Linked DNA regions of Capsicum annuum: region 1 is linked to region 2. Evidence: chromatin contacts called from public Hi-C data. All regions are on one chromosome and are shown on one strand. Each heading gives the region's core, a stretch centred on a gene start, on an enhancer-like site or on the middle of the called end of the contact. The rest is flanking DNA. Distances are from core to core; before and after follow the strand shown. Region 1 holds the start of LOC107867034 (APO protein 4, mitochondrial). Region 2 overlaps LOC107867032 (probable protein phosphatase 2C 55).

What was found. A called contact is a pair of places that touch in the nucleus more often than the background predicts.
Region 1: a contact with region 2 is called in a Hi-C map of leaf, with 2.3 times the contacts expected there. The contact joins the promoter of LOC107867034 here to the enhancer-like site in region 2. A contact is called at or near these places in 3 of 5 Hi-C or Micro-C datasets (bud, leaf and placenta).

What each region holds. Positions count from the first base shown.
Region 1 is chr4:225,760,982-225,768,462 of UCD10Xv1.1, forward strand. LOC107867034 (APO protein 4, mitochondrial) reads right to left here and starts at 2,395. Exons shown (of 2, transcript XM_016713123.2): 1 at 1,999-2,395. The coding sequence starts at 2,249. It overlaps LOC107867036 (SPX and EXS domain-containing protein 1), which reads left to right and starts at 3,483. Exons shown (of 15, transcript XM_016713128.2): 1 at 3,483-3,691; 2 at 5,746-5,888.
Region 2 is chr4:225,679,405-225,687,049 of UCD10Xv1.1, forward strand. It overlaps LOC107867032 (probable protein phosphatase 2C 55), which reads left to right. Exons shown (of 6, transcript XM_016713118.2): 2 at 1-688; 3 at 1,916-2,240; 4 at 2,646-2,795; 5 at 3,760-4,050; 6 at 4,606-4,990. The coding sequence ends at 4,632. Among protein-coding and RNA genes, the nearest start is that of LOC107867032, 6.6 kb to the left of the region's middle. Within about 2 kb of position 5,102, at least 2 of the 5 cell types and tissues checked have an H3K27ac peak or open chromatin away from gene starts, as enhancers often do. A contact at or near this core is called in leaf, where this site is marked.

The DNA.
Region 1 (7,481 bases), core at 1,145-3,644, 79 kb after region 2:
TCTAGACATCTCAATACTTTACTAAGTGTACTTTGCTAAGTGCCTTCATCATCTTCTTCTTGTATTGATTTAATCCTCTCTTTTCGTTTTTATTATTCTTGATGTCTTGCATTTTCTCCGCTCTCTTTTTGATCTCTTGCACTTAATCTTGTACTTATTTAAAGGCTCAAAAGCCCCCTTTTATTTATCAAAACCAAAACCTGAAAATATTTGAAGAACCTCTTTGTTTCAACATCAATATATCAGATTCAAGCAAGTTACGATGCATCCCTACGCATAATATCACCATACAAACTTATGATATCTTCTCTGAAAATTAAACTCTTCAACAAAAAAAATATTTAGCTAGTAACAGTGAACTAGAATGAAATAGTAAACTTCAAAATTTACGAGTCAAATGCAAAGTGTTGGCCTACTATGGACTCAGTTCATGCTGTTCTTTTCACTATTTTTTTTTTCTCCAGCTACATAAACTTCTTAGAAACTTATCATACACTCAAAAAGCTACAACAACATACCCAGTATAGTGCCACAAAGTAGGGTCTGGAGAGGTTAAGAGTGTACGCTAACCTTACGTCTACCTTAGAGGTGAGGTAGGGTGGCTGTTTTCGATAGACCATCCGCTCAAGAAAAACAGTCCAAAGAGGTCCAGAAAGAGAATGAACAGAAGTGAAAGCATCTCAAAGCATACTGAACAGTAACTACCGTCAAATGATGCGAAAATCAAAGTACAACATACATCATATAGTAACAGAAATTGAAGGACAAGAAACTACAGAAGCAATACTAGGACTACTAGTATGGGCGGTTAGCAAGTCAACACGCTACTACCTACTAAAATCTTACCTAACCCGTGTCGTCCACAACCTCGAAAAGCTACCTAAGGTCATGTACCTGCTTCGCGTCCTATCTAAACCTCGATGTCCTCAATAAGATGAACCTGCTTCGCGTCCTATCTAAACACTCATAAAGCTACCTAAGGTCATGTCCTCCATAAGCTGAAACTATGTCATGTGCTGACTAAACACTCGAAAAGCTACTTAAGGTCATCTACTCGATAAGGTGAAAGTGTGTCGTGTCGTTTCCAGTCTAAACACTCAAGAATTTACATAACCTTAAATGCAACTCAAACATAATCAGCTATACCAAATTATTGGAATCCCCAAAACCCATTAAAAGCCCTCTAAGTTTGCACAATAAGGCATAAAAGAACTACCCTAAATCTAAAATCACCAATAGAATCAAATAAATCTAACAACTTTACCATCAATCTCTTTCCAAAATTTGTATCCACATCAAGAATAACCTTAGCTTGCACAATAAGGGATCGTTTAGTATACGGGGTGGGATAAGTAGAAATATCCCATAGGACTATCTTATCCCACCTCCTATATAGGATAGTAATCCCACCATTTTAGTACAAATGATGGAATAAAATAGTCCAGTGATATGCTAATACCTCACCAAACATAAATTTTATCCCAAGATTATTATTCGTTATCCCACGTACCAAATCGACCCCTTAACACATAATAGAACTAACCTAAATCGAAAATCACCAATAGAATCAAATAAAGCTAATAACTTTAACACCAATCTCTTTCCAAAACTTGTATACACATCAAAAATAACCTTAATTCGTTTTGTTTGTTTTTTTTGTTAAAGAAAAGTAGCTTGCACGATAAGGGATCGTTTAGTATACCATAGAATTGTAATCCCACCCCACCATTTTGTAAACGGTGGAATAAAATAGTCCAGTGATTAGCTAATACCTCTCACCAAACATAAATTTTATCCCAAGATTATTATACGTTGTCCCACAGACCAAACAACCCCTTAACACATAAAAGAACTACCGTAGATCTAAATTCACCAATAGTATCCAATAAAGATCACAACTTTAACACCAATATCAAGAATAAGCACAATTTTTTTTCACAAAAAAAAAAAAGAAAAGAAAAAGAAAGCAAGAAAGAAGGAAAAGGGGGTGGAAATTACTTGCATGCCCAAGTGGGAAAACGTTGCATTAAAGCGGAAACGCCATGGTAAAGAATTGTTCGAGCCTTAAATACTTGTTGAGCAACAGGAACCATAGATTTAACTGGATAATCTTTAGCTCTGTCCTCAATCCTCTTAAGAATCATTGGCCTTAGCTTCCTCAAATCTACTTTTGGTTTCGAACTGTAAAATCTATAGTAGTGAATCATTATCCTCGTTTGCTCACATAGCTGGCGATTTCTCAAAGCCATCGCAGCTCAACATTGAAGACAACAACAACCTAATGCTAGCAATTTTTTATAAAATATTTAAATACTAGTACTATATTTTAATTTATTATCTCAATATATCTTATTTAAAAAATATTTATCTCAATAGCATTGTATTATGTATTAGCAAAAGTGAATTATATATGTATGCAATATATATGTGTCAAAGTATATTAAAATATATTAAATTTATTTTATGTAGTTATGTATTAATGTATGAAATATATACTTTTGTCAACTACTCCCTCCGTTCTAAATTATCTATCCCAAATTTTCTAATTTGATTTGTCATTTTACTTGTCCTTACTAAGAGACAATTTTTTTTTCCATATATTTATCCTTTGCATGAATTATTTTTTCTTCAAATTAAAATATAAACATCATTTAATATAGGTATTATAGTAAACTAGATATATTATTAATTATTTTTCTTAATTAATGTGTCATCTCAATTTAGAACGGGGGAAGTATTATTTTGGATTTATGATTGAAGAGATTGGAGAGTTTGACGAGAGTTTTGTGTGACGACAAGGTGCCTTCTAAGCTTAGCTAATAGCTTAAAATATTTAAAAACATATTAAAAATATGATTGATTATCTAAATTTTATTTTACATCATATAAATTGAGATATAAAAATAATATAAATCAGCTCCATACGAGTACGATTCCCTTGATATCTATACTAGTCGATCCCCTTGATATCTAGTATATACAACAACAAAAAAAAAAAAATACTCAGTGTATTTCCTCATAGTGGGATTTGAGGACGCAATCCATACTACTACCTCCAGAGAAATAGAAAGACTGTTTCCGATAGACCCCCGATTCAAGACAAAGAATAGTAAATAAATCCGTAATAAAACATGAAATAACAGAAATAAGACGCTTACAAGATAACACCCTACATTAACAACCAAAGACACCCTCACCCCATACTCTCCTGCTAGTAGCTCCAACTTATGAACATTAGTATCTAATATATGAAACAATAATATAAAAATTAATATGTATTGATTAAAATATAGTAGTCCAATATATTAAATAATATATTTTAAATCACAAAATTCAAACCACATTTTAATTCACTATACACATATTTATTTATTTTAAAACCACAACATTCAATTTTTTTTCTAAATTTTTTTTTTAAAAAACTGGTACACCATGGCATTTGTTTTGCTAAAACAGTTCAGTATACGAAAGTGCTTTATTTTGGTCCAATTATAAAATTGGTACTATAATATACTGGTATAATATATTTTGGGGTTTTCTACGAACTTAGAAGCAAATTCCCCCTTTACTTCTGTATGAAGCGTTGGTAACACAAACCGGATCTGTATAACTAACAAAATTCACATTGCATGTGCATTTTATCTTCATCAGATCCATCCTTACATTTTTTTTCTGTTCTTTCTTTCATCAGGTATGATCACTTTCGCGTCTCGTTTGTTTTTTTACTGTACATTTTGCGGAGATTTTTGAATTGTTTGTTGATTCAGTAGTTTTGTTTATTCAATATGATGTTTGGATCTAAAGAGTTTTTATTGTGCCCCGATGAAGGGACGTGGAAGGAGAGCGTTGGAGTAACCGGTAAAATTGCTGCCACGCTTAAATAGTCTCGGGCAGAAATGTAAGGTAAGACTGCACACAATAGATCGTTGTGGTGGGGCCTACATAGCGGGAGCTTTAGTGCACCGTGCTGCCTTGCTCGTAAGAGGGATGTAAATTTCCAGCATTGCTTGTTGCTAGCAATTAATTGAACTGTTATCAGAGTGCTGTAGGTTGACGCCAGCCAGAATAATAAGCCATATAGCTTTTTGTCTTTTGGATAGAGGGGGTGTCCGGGCCAGCTTTCGTGCACCTTTAACGACCTCACACTAGCAACACGTATCAGGTAACTCTATACACAAAGGTTAGGATAGATGGAAATAAATCACCTAATGTTTTTGTCTTTGTTGGGACTTGAGCAACCCGAGGCAGCTTTCGTGCACCTTCGATTAATTCCATAGGATATCTGCCACCTCACACCAGCAACATGTACGAGGTGACTCTCTGTACACAAAGGTTAGGATAGATGGAAATAAATTGCCTAGTGTTTTTGTGTCTGTTGGGACTTGAGCTATATAATGGAAGTAATAAGGAAGCCGCAGAGTATAGAGGATTCGTATTGTTGATTCCAACTAGAGAGTAGAGACATAACGTGTGTTCGATCCAGGGCAGCTCTCGTGCACCTTCGACTAATTCCATAGAATACCTGCCACCTCACACCAACAACACGTATTAGGTAACTCTATACACAAAGGTTAAAAGTTTTTATATTTGTTGGGACTTGAGCTATATAATGGAAGTAATATGGAAGGCACATACTGTAGAGGATTCGTATTGTTGATTCCAACTGGAGATTTGAGACATAGGGTGTGTTTTGATCCGAGGTAGCTTTCGTGCACCTTCGACTAATCCCATAGGATACCTGCCACCTCACACCATCAACACGTACAAGGTAACTCTGTACACAAAGGTTAGGATAGATGGAAATAAATCGCCTAGTGTTTTGTGTCTGTTGGGACTTGAGATATATAATGGAAGTAATAAGGAAGGCGCAGACTATAGAGGATTCGTATTGTTAGTTTCAACTAGAGAGTAGAGACATAGTTAATTGATTAATTGATATCTTGTTGTTTTTTCTTAAATCTTATCTGTGTTTTGAGTATTTCAGTATTTGAGGGTAGTCAATCTTAATTTTGCAATATATGTTACTATACACTAGGACTAGGGATGGCTAGATGTGTACGAGTGAGAAATTTGTTATCATTTCAATTTATAGTAAAAAATAGGAATTTTGCTTGTTCCAACAAATACTTGGGTACAACTCTGGTTGGTTTGCATGCATATGTAGGTTGAAGGGAAAGTTGTTTAGTTTGAATGAACGTGTGAGTGGTTTTCATCTCAGCTAACTTTCTTATCCACTTCTGAGTGTTTCTGGCTGAGCATTAGACAGGATAACATGAACCAGTTGTGAGTTTAAAGTGAATGAGTCGATTCCCTGTTTCATTAGATTACAAAAAAATAAAAATAAAAAAAGAGATAACGTGATAACAAGATGAACTTCTATTGTAGGTCTCTTGGATTTGACATGAAGAGATTTCTCTAGGACCAGAAAGAAAAAGGAAGAGAAAGTTTGTTTTAGATGATTTTTTGATAGTTAAAAACTCTATCCTTCCATTCTCTTTCTTCCAATTTTGGTTTAAGCGTAGTTTTCATGAAAAATTGGTCAGCTTTGTTATCTGGGCAGCATGTATATGTGTGCATACGTATATGTATGTATTTGTTAGTATATCCATTTGGTATCTATCTTGTACATTGAGGATAAGTATGTGTCTAGATCTGCCGATGGAGCTCTATTTATTTAGTTTTTGATAAATACATACTCTTTTATAGAGTAATGCAACATTTACAGTGGTTAGTGGTTTGTTTCAGGTCCTGCACTTACATTCCACAAAGATTTCTTCGTGTTACCTAAGCCTTGGGGCAAAATTAGCTAATACCTGCGTTGGTGGGAGGTAACATGTATTTGATGAATTAGCGAGGTGTACAAGCTGGCCTGAACTGTCACTGCAATTGTAAGAAAAAATAGTTTGAGGCAAAACAAGCCTCAAACTAAGCCCCCGTTTAAAATAAAGTGTGGTTTCAGCTTAAATCTCCAAGTTAATCACAACAGTAATTTCATGAACTAGCCTTAAAGTGTGTTTGGAATACTATTTCTTGCCAAATATTGTACACAAGATAGAAGAAACCTTTTGATGAAGTACACCAGATAGAAGAAACTTCATCAACTATTTTCCCTAGGCCTTTTCTTTCATTTGCAGCAAGATCCACTGAATCTCTTTGAGATGAGGAACTAGGCCTTCATCCTCATTCATAATGTTCCAACTATAAACTTGAAATTTTTATGTCCATTCAACAGGAACTATTTTTTTTTTTTAAAATAAAAATTCTTGTTTTCGTTGCTTCGGTGCAATGTGAGGATTTATTGCTTCATTGGTTAAAATTTGCTTAAAAAATGTGTGCTTTAGATAGTGAGCCACAAAGTGATCCATCATCCAAGCAAGAAGCTGTCCATTCTTTGAATCTAACTTCAATAGACGAAAAAAGTGATAAGGGGGCACAAATGAGGAGCTTTTGTTATTTGAGAGTAGGAGATATGCACATGTGGCTCAACATTATCTTTATTGTCAATGTCGTAATTTTCCTCTTCTTGAGTTTGTGACACTTCTTCTTTGCCTCTCTCTGTTTGTACACTTTCTTTCTTTCTTTTTTGTTTTAAAAGCCATTTATTTCTTCCTTTTATTTCCTTTTTTTCTGAAGGAAATAACTCTTTTCATATAGAATGTGAGTCCTCTTCTCCTACTTCTGAATTTGGGTTCCTTGCTTCAATTCTCTTAGTACAGCTACTAAACAAATTAAATATAAATAGATATTCAGATTGTACAATAAGAGTTTTCTATTTAAATGACTTTTACTTTGGCTATGTAGTCAAGAAGAAGGTATACTTTGGAGTGGTTTTCAACTTGCTAAAAGAATGAACTCTAGATGTTCCAGGAGAGGCTCAATCTCTAAACTCTATGGTCTATGGTAAAATAAGTCTGTATCAGAATCCCGATCCAACTCCTATTTATAACTAGGAGACAGTCACTATAAGATCATGGAAGGACTACTGGCTTGTAAGTAGACCCCAAAAAGAGAGTTACCAATATCTTCATGTTATCTTTAAATCCAAAAACCTCAATTGCTTGATGAGGGCTGATAATAGTTGGAGCACTAAACTCGGGTGAAATGTCAAGGATTGGGATATAGACAGTTCGCTGCATTTGATGGGTATTTTGGGTAAGAGAGCATCACAGTTGGAAGCAAATAGCCCATTGAGATGGTCCTTTGATGAAAAGGGACTATACTCAGCTAATCTTCGCACAAACTACAAAGTACTGGCACAATTTGAACATCAGGAGAGATGTAACCTACTAAACTGGGAATGGGATAAGCATCATTTATACAAAAAATTCTCTTTTCATGCATTTGCTTTCACTTCTTGGGATTTGTGCTTCTACTCTCCTTGGAGAAGTACTTAATGGACATTGACTTTCAGACGTCTTTTATTTTTTTATTTTTTTGGGGGGGGGGGGGGGGGGGGGGGGGGGGGGTTTCAAGTCTGTTCC
Region 2 (7,645 bases), core at 3,852-6,351:
TGCAAGAAAGGGGTCTACAGGATCTGGTGGTGATTTTTGCAGAAGAGCGGTTGTTGTTCGGGAAGTTCTTCAGTTCTGTGACATCTGCAAGATTGTCTGACCTGCATGTATTTGTAAGACCTGGAGCTTTAGCAGCTGCACGGGCAAATTTGAATATTGTTAATCAAAGAAAGAATCTTTCTATGGTCGGTGCTATTCCTCGTGCATTTTCCATACCATCTGTATCGGGGCCTGCATTTCAGGTTTGTGGCTATCACATCGATTGCCTGTCAGCTGCGCCTACTCAAGTTTCTATAGAGACGGACCGTCATAAAGCACCTATGGCCGTTTGTTGTTCAAGAACTTCTGTTGGCTGTTCCTCGAGTAAAATGACTTCAGGGCATCTCAGACCTTGCTTTACAGTAAATAGTCCTATTAATTTCTATAACAATAGAAGTTTGGACAATTGTCGAAAAGCCAGCATGAGTTTGAAAAATAACAATCAGCCCAATAACTTTTTTGTCTATGGATATTTTGCATACAATGTTGCAAAAAACAAAGGCAATTCAAATCTTAATGAAGGGTTTGGCTTCAAGTGTTTTCACAGTTCTTCAGCTGCATGTATCTCTGCTGGCGCTGCTCCTGATGTTTCCTTTGATAACTCTCTGCGTGAGGTCCACCTTGGAAGTTCATCAAATTCTTCTGAACAGTATGTTTCTCAACTTTGCTCTAGTTATTCATATAGTTCATTAACTTTGAGGAAATTGTATGATCTAAGTATATCTGAATTGGACACTCTTTTCCTATTTTTCTCACGTACCTCAAAATCATGTATGCAAAATACACTGGAAAGAGAAAAAGGTTAAATGCAACATCGTTTACAAACCTATGTGAAGAGAAATTCATCAAGGTTTAAAGTTTACGAAGGTTGGATTTCTCTTTGGGCTTAAAGTTTCGGAGGAACCTTCAGGACTGGCAGGTAATGGAAATCAAATCCCGGTTGAAGTGATTTGTAGATGAAATACATCGTTCGAGAACTAGGACTACTGGAGGTAAAAGGTGGAGAGCAGTGGACTGTTCTATGTAAGGTCCTTATTACAAAGACTTTTACTTTGGAAGGATCTGGCTTTCAGCACTTATTAGTACAGAGGCTCATGGCACTGCTAATTGGTGCTTTATACTTCTTTTGCGTATCCAGCTACCTGCATATTTGTGGCGTGAGTTTGAAATATTCGGGACACAATGACAATGTCAAACGCTGTTAACTATACAACTAGACTTTTAGAAGATGGAGAAAAAGACGCAGTGAGGGGTTGCCCCAATAGCGCTCATGTGGGGTATTTGTAAGAGAGAAACGAGAGAGTTTTCAACAGAATAGAGAATGACTTTGTACATTTGAGGAATAACCTTCTTATATCTAATTTCCTTCTGGTGCACCCAGAAGTTCCAATTTTCATAGAAGATCAGGTGTTTTTAATGAAGTATCATATCTTTTCTAGGTTTCTTCTTTTTGGTCTACCACTTCTATGAAGGCGTTTTCCCCCAAGACTAATGAAATTATTTTACCTTATAAAGAAAATAAGTGAATATGATAGTTTGATGCCATATAAATTGTTTCAATTGGCAAGTCATTAGCCGAGTTCGGGTGGAGTTAAAGGTTTCATCCTGGAGGTTCTCAAATTGATTTTTTTTAAAAAAAATTGGACACTGGATATATACTAAAATCCTGCACATCTTGCCACCTTTGTTGCTCTGTGTAGAACCAATTTATATGTAGCTCCACAGAACTATCACTGAATGAGAGCATATCGCTACATAGTAGAGTAGATGTAATTGACTATGTTCTACTGCTCGTTTTAGTGTCGTCTTTACTCTTAAGTTAAAGCCTAATGTTTTTTCTTTTCTCGGTCACATTTTATCTTTTGACACATTTCAGGAATATCCATATTGACAAATGCCTGAAGCTTAATTCAGGATCATGTTACCTGCCTCACCCTGATAAAGAAGAAAAAGGTGGTGAGGATGCACATTTTATTTGCATTGATGAACAAGCAATTGGCATAGCTGATGGTGTTGGTGGATGGGCTGATGTTGGTGTTGATGCTGGAGAATACTCTCGAGAACTGATGTCAAACTCAGTAATGGCAATTCGTGAGGAACCAAAAGGTTCAGTAGATCCAGCCAGGGTCCTGGAGAAAGCTTATACATGCACAAGAGCCAAAGGGTCCTCAACTGCCTGCATTATTGCCCTTACCGATGAGGTATATACGTAATTAATTCTGTATATACCATTTTTGTCCTTGGATGCATTAGGAGAGAAAGGATTTCCCACTGTAATATTTAGTGCTTGTGCTTCAGCACCACTGTTGTTAGAGAATGGTTGTGGAGTGGAGTTATCTAGTATTTGTTAGGAGAACATGTTTGGCTTTTCTGAAATGAAAGGAAGAGAGAGTTAATTTAAGGAAAGATAATGGGTTCATCGTAACTTTTTGAGCTATGTACATGTGATGAAACCTTTGGACCTTTTTTAGCCATTGTTACAACCAGAATCAGGTGTGGACAGGCAGTTTTGTGATTAAAATGCGAAAGAAATTAAGTTGTTGAGCTATGTAGAAGTTTATATCTTTGCATATATGTTAAATTTATCATTTTTCCTCTCTTCTCAGGGTCTCCATGCCATCAACATAGGAGATAGCGGATTTATGGTGGTTCGAGATGGATCTACTGTTTTCAGATCCCCAGTGCAGCAGCATGATTTCAATTTTACATATCAGCTGGAAAGTGGTAATGCCGGTGATTCACCAAGCTCTGGGGAGGTCAGTTTATAAATGGTGGTCTTGCTATCCTTATATAACACTTGGTATGGAGGTTCTGTTTTTCTCGAGTGTCTTGAGTAGACAAGTTACTACTAGGAGAAATGCTAATTGAGAAGTCTTTATTAAGCTGTTTTTGCCATTATGAACTGTTGGTCTGAGTCAGCCATAGAACTTTGATCTCTTACCAAATCCCATCAATCAAATTACGGTTTCAAGAAATGTGAGGCATCTAATTCATATAATTAAGAAATGTTTTCAGTTATAACAAGAAAAGAAAAAAACGTGAACTGGGGAGTGGATTATGATAAATAGTGATCAGATTATGATAAATAGTGATCATCAAATGTTGTTGAAGCCTGTTAGTTTTTCTCAAAAAAAAAAAAAAAAGTTTGTTGAAAAAACTATTTTGTATCTGAATCTTTTTTTCATTGTTCAATTTTGTCATTACACCTTATCAAAAAACAAACTATTCATTTTTTTCATTGAGCCCGAATCATGAGAGGTGCTTTCATCAGCAACAACAACAACAAACCCAGTATATTCCCACAAAGTGGGGTCTGGGGAGGGTAGAATGTACGCAGTCCATACCGCTACCTCCAAAGAAGTAGAGAGGCTGTTTCCGATAGACCCCTGATGAGAGGTGCTTTCATGCTCTGGAAAATTTTCATTCTTTTTAATCAACTTATGTTATACCCTTCTTTCTCTCTCCCTGCTCTTAGATGACTTAAGTTTTGGACGATCTGAGTGAAATTATTCTTGCGATCTGAATAATTTAAGATCTAATGACATTCCAACACCCTTTGCAGGCCTCTCACCTAATGCTGTTATGTGTTTATACCTCAATTTGAATATTGTGTCAACTGTAAATGTGGGATGTTGATTGTGGCTCTAATTCTTATTTCTCCCATTCAGTCGATCTGTAGTCTAATTCTCTGTTAAAATGAACGGTTGGCTTCTGGTTCAGGTGTTTAAAATACCTGTTGCTCCAGGAGATGTCATCGTTGCTGGAACTGATGGTTTATTTGACAATTTGTACAACAATGATATAAGTGCAATAGTGGTGCATGCAGCGAGAGCTGGTTTACCACCTCAGGTTGCAGCTCAGAAGATAGCTGCATTGGCTCGGCGAAGAGCACAGGATAAAAACAGGCAAACCCCTTTCTCTTCTGCAGCCCAAGAAGCTGGTTTCCGTTACCATGGTGGGAAGTTGGACGACGTAACTGTGGTTGTGTCTTACATAACCAGTGAGAAAAATGTACGAGGAGACTATACCCTGACCACCTGACATGTCCTCTCTTTTAAGTTCATCATATGCCTGCATTGTTTCTTTCTGCCAGATACACGAATATCTCTGTCTATCTTATCTAGTTGCTATAGCCTCAATGCTGAGTGCAATCCTTGGAAGAATTCATTAGTCTAAAAAAGAAAAGGATGTTTGGTAGTGCATAGTATCTGTGCAGAAGAATGAAAGTGGCTCTTTATGTAGTGTTTTTTGTCAACCAATAGATGGCATAGAAGAAACTCACTTTGTGATTGATAACATTGGTTATGGGTTACAAAATCCTATCTACTTATACTGCTAGAGATTTTCTTCTGAATCCGCTCGCACAAGCTTAGGCCTGAGGGAGAATATCATCGGTTTACCTGGGCTTTGTCTCCTTCGTTCTTATAACAGCTATTTCTTATAACAGCTATGCAAATGAATTCCATAATGTTGGAAGCCTATTTTCTTTGTATGTTAACTGTGTACAGCTTTTGTTAATTATCGACCAGAGCAGAACCTGATGCTGTTACTTTCTGGTGTATGCAGGAAAACTCCCAACAGCTTGAAGCTTAGTTAAAGCGATGACAGGTTTGTCTTTGTGAAATGCAAATTGCTTGGCTTGGCGGTCAGTTTTGATGCTTCCTGTGACGGATGAGTTCAGACCTAGCCATTTAAGTGCTCTTCTACTTGTATATATTTTGTCTTTCGGCAATTTCTACAGCGTCACCCCATACCCCATTCCACATCCTATACAAAACCCTATTAGCCCTCTCTGCCCCTCTTAAGGAGAGAAGATAGGAGTGTTCATGTATGTTGAATGAGGTGTACAAAGAAGAGTTCTTGTAATGGTTCATAAAAGTTTGGACTTTACTGGTAATGTTTTGCTACATTTTGGAAATGCAATTAAGGCATATCTTGCTTACGGCATAAAGCTTTATTCTTTGTTGGATCTTTAATTTGCATCAACCTTTTGAGGTTCTAAGCAACCTGTCTATCTCTCTCTGAGGTAGGGGTAACGTAGGTGTATGCTCTACCCTTTTCAAACCCCGTTTGTGGGGGATATAGGGTATTTTGTTGTCAACTTTCTCTTTTGAAAGTTTTTGCGACTTCATGTCCCAAAGAGTTTGGTGAATGACTTGCTTTTTCATTAGGCCACAAATTCTATTGGGCCGCGCCCTTTAATTAAGGGTAACTCACACAAATTTCACAAGTTAAGGAGCCACTAACACTTTTTACCACCACTTTTTCTCAATTATATAAAATTTCGAAAATCGTCTTTTGTGATATATAACTTAATTCGTGATGCATGTGGTATGTGATACATTCAAAACTGGTCGGTTAGTTAAATAAGGAATAACGGAATTATATTTATTAAAGCGAGTGAATCAAGCGGAATTTGTTTCAGAAAGAATAATCAAAAACTTTTCATTCGATTGATATTGATTCCAATTTTCATTTTTGGTTCAATTTCTTCATCTATTTTTTCCTTCCACTCTCCATCGTCTTTCTGTCGTCACAACTCCATTACCAGAGAACTCGAGATTTGCTTTGAAACCAAGAGAGAATTAGTTACTTCAACAAAGAACGTAACTCATCTATATGAAAAATAAAAAAAAAATAAGTGAAATTCATTTTTTTTTTTTTAAAATGTGAAATTGAATTGGATGTGGGTAGCTTGTGGATTTATGTAATTTATCTTTTAATTAGATCATAATTAAGTGATAGAAGTGTATATAAAAACAAGTGTCATCTATTTATTGATACTGGTTAGGTTTTTTCTAAGTTTGATAGTCTATTTTTAATGTTCAAGTTTTGTTCAGCAACTTCCACTTTCGTAGCGACCATTACCCATAGGCGAACCTAAGACTTAAGCTTGACGGGTGCACCTCTATATTTAAATATAATAATTAATAATGTCGAAGTTCGATATACATTTCTTTGAAAATTTATTAATTATAATATTTTATAAGCAAAATTTTAATATTATTGAATATCATTAATTAGATTTAATATGACAAAAGTGTGTTATTCATGAACAATAATAGAAAGTTTTCGAAAAATATGAAATTCGAGAGATTTGTTTGCTAGATAGTTGCAACGGGTAACATTTGATTTAAGCCTATCTCAAACTTTAAATTGCTAACTTTTTAAATAAAAAATAACTCAATGATCAAAAGATTGAAAAAAATAAATATATTATACAGTATAAGCTAGGGAGAATATCTACCTTTTGAAGTTGGAGAGAAGTTTGTATTTTGAAATAAAATAAAAAACAGCCCAATAATATCCACAATACATAAAAGGAAAAAGAAAAAGTATGAAATAAATGACTACTAAGTAGGAAGTCTTTTTTAATCAAAAGATAAATTTATACATTTGCACAATAAGTGTAAAGAAACTTGGAAAATGAAAAAAGGAGCAATAAAGAAACGTTTCACGCAATAGAAAATTGGAAAATGATAAAAGGAGCAATAAAACATTGTTGCTGGGGCTTGAACCTGACCAATCACACATTAAGAGCAATTTTCAAGTGGCATGCCGAACAATCTCACCAGTCAACCCAGTTGTTATTGTGGGTGCACGTGCACCCGCTAGCCTCAATGTAGGTCCGCCTCTGCCTTTACCTATAGATTGTAGTTAAGATAAGACCAACAAGGGATCTCCCAAACCGGGCGTCTTAGGTTCGAAATCTCTACATATTTTCCCGATCAAGTTTGTCGCATGGATTGATTTACAGATTATTATACTGAAACGTAGTTTATTCTATGCTCATTCAAAAGTAGCTACTGTAGATACCTAATTTGGTCCCTTCCGAAGTCTAATTTTATTCATTTTTAGTTCACCTTACCATGTGTCCAATCCCATGTAATTATATCCCACAAAAATAAATAAAAAATAATATCTCTAACTAATTTATCTTATCCTAACAACCTACTCAATCAAAAGCTTCCACCTCCCTACCCACTCACATTTTTATCCTCACAATAATAAACTAAAAGAAAGAATATATGGGGGACCCACCAAAATTTCCACCTCATAACAAATCCATGCCCATTATAAAAGAAAATTCTAAGAGGGAAAAAAAGGGGCTCATTCTTTGATCATCATCTTCTCCACAATAACAACAATCACGAAATAATCTTCCTCACAAGAACAACGACAACGACAACAAAAAAAACGCCGGTGAACAGTAATCGGTGAACAGTACCGGTGAACAGTAACTGGTGAACAGTAACCGGTGAACAGTACCGGTGAATAGTACCAGTGAACAGTACCGGTGAACAGTAACGGCGTAAAAAGTGACGGTGAACGGGTCATTATTTGTCAAGTTGGTGTTAAGGTTCGGCTTGAGGTTTCCGGGTGCGGACTCTCTTTATTCGAATAACATTGAGTTTGAAAGCTTCAAATTTAAGGTCCAATTCTTTCTTCTCTTTCATTTAATTCTTATGTGATTGTGATTGCGTGTGATTCGATACCGTGGTTTGTTCATTGATGTGAACTGTTGGTGACATTGGGTGTGTGATGTGCTAAGCATGATTGGTGAATTTTCGTTATTCTCGATTGGTGGATTGTGTATTGAAATGGG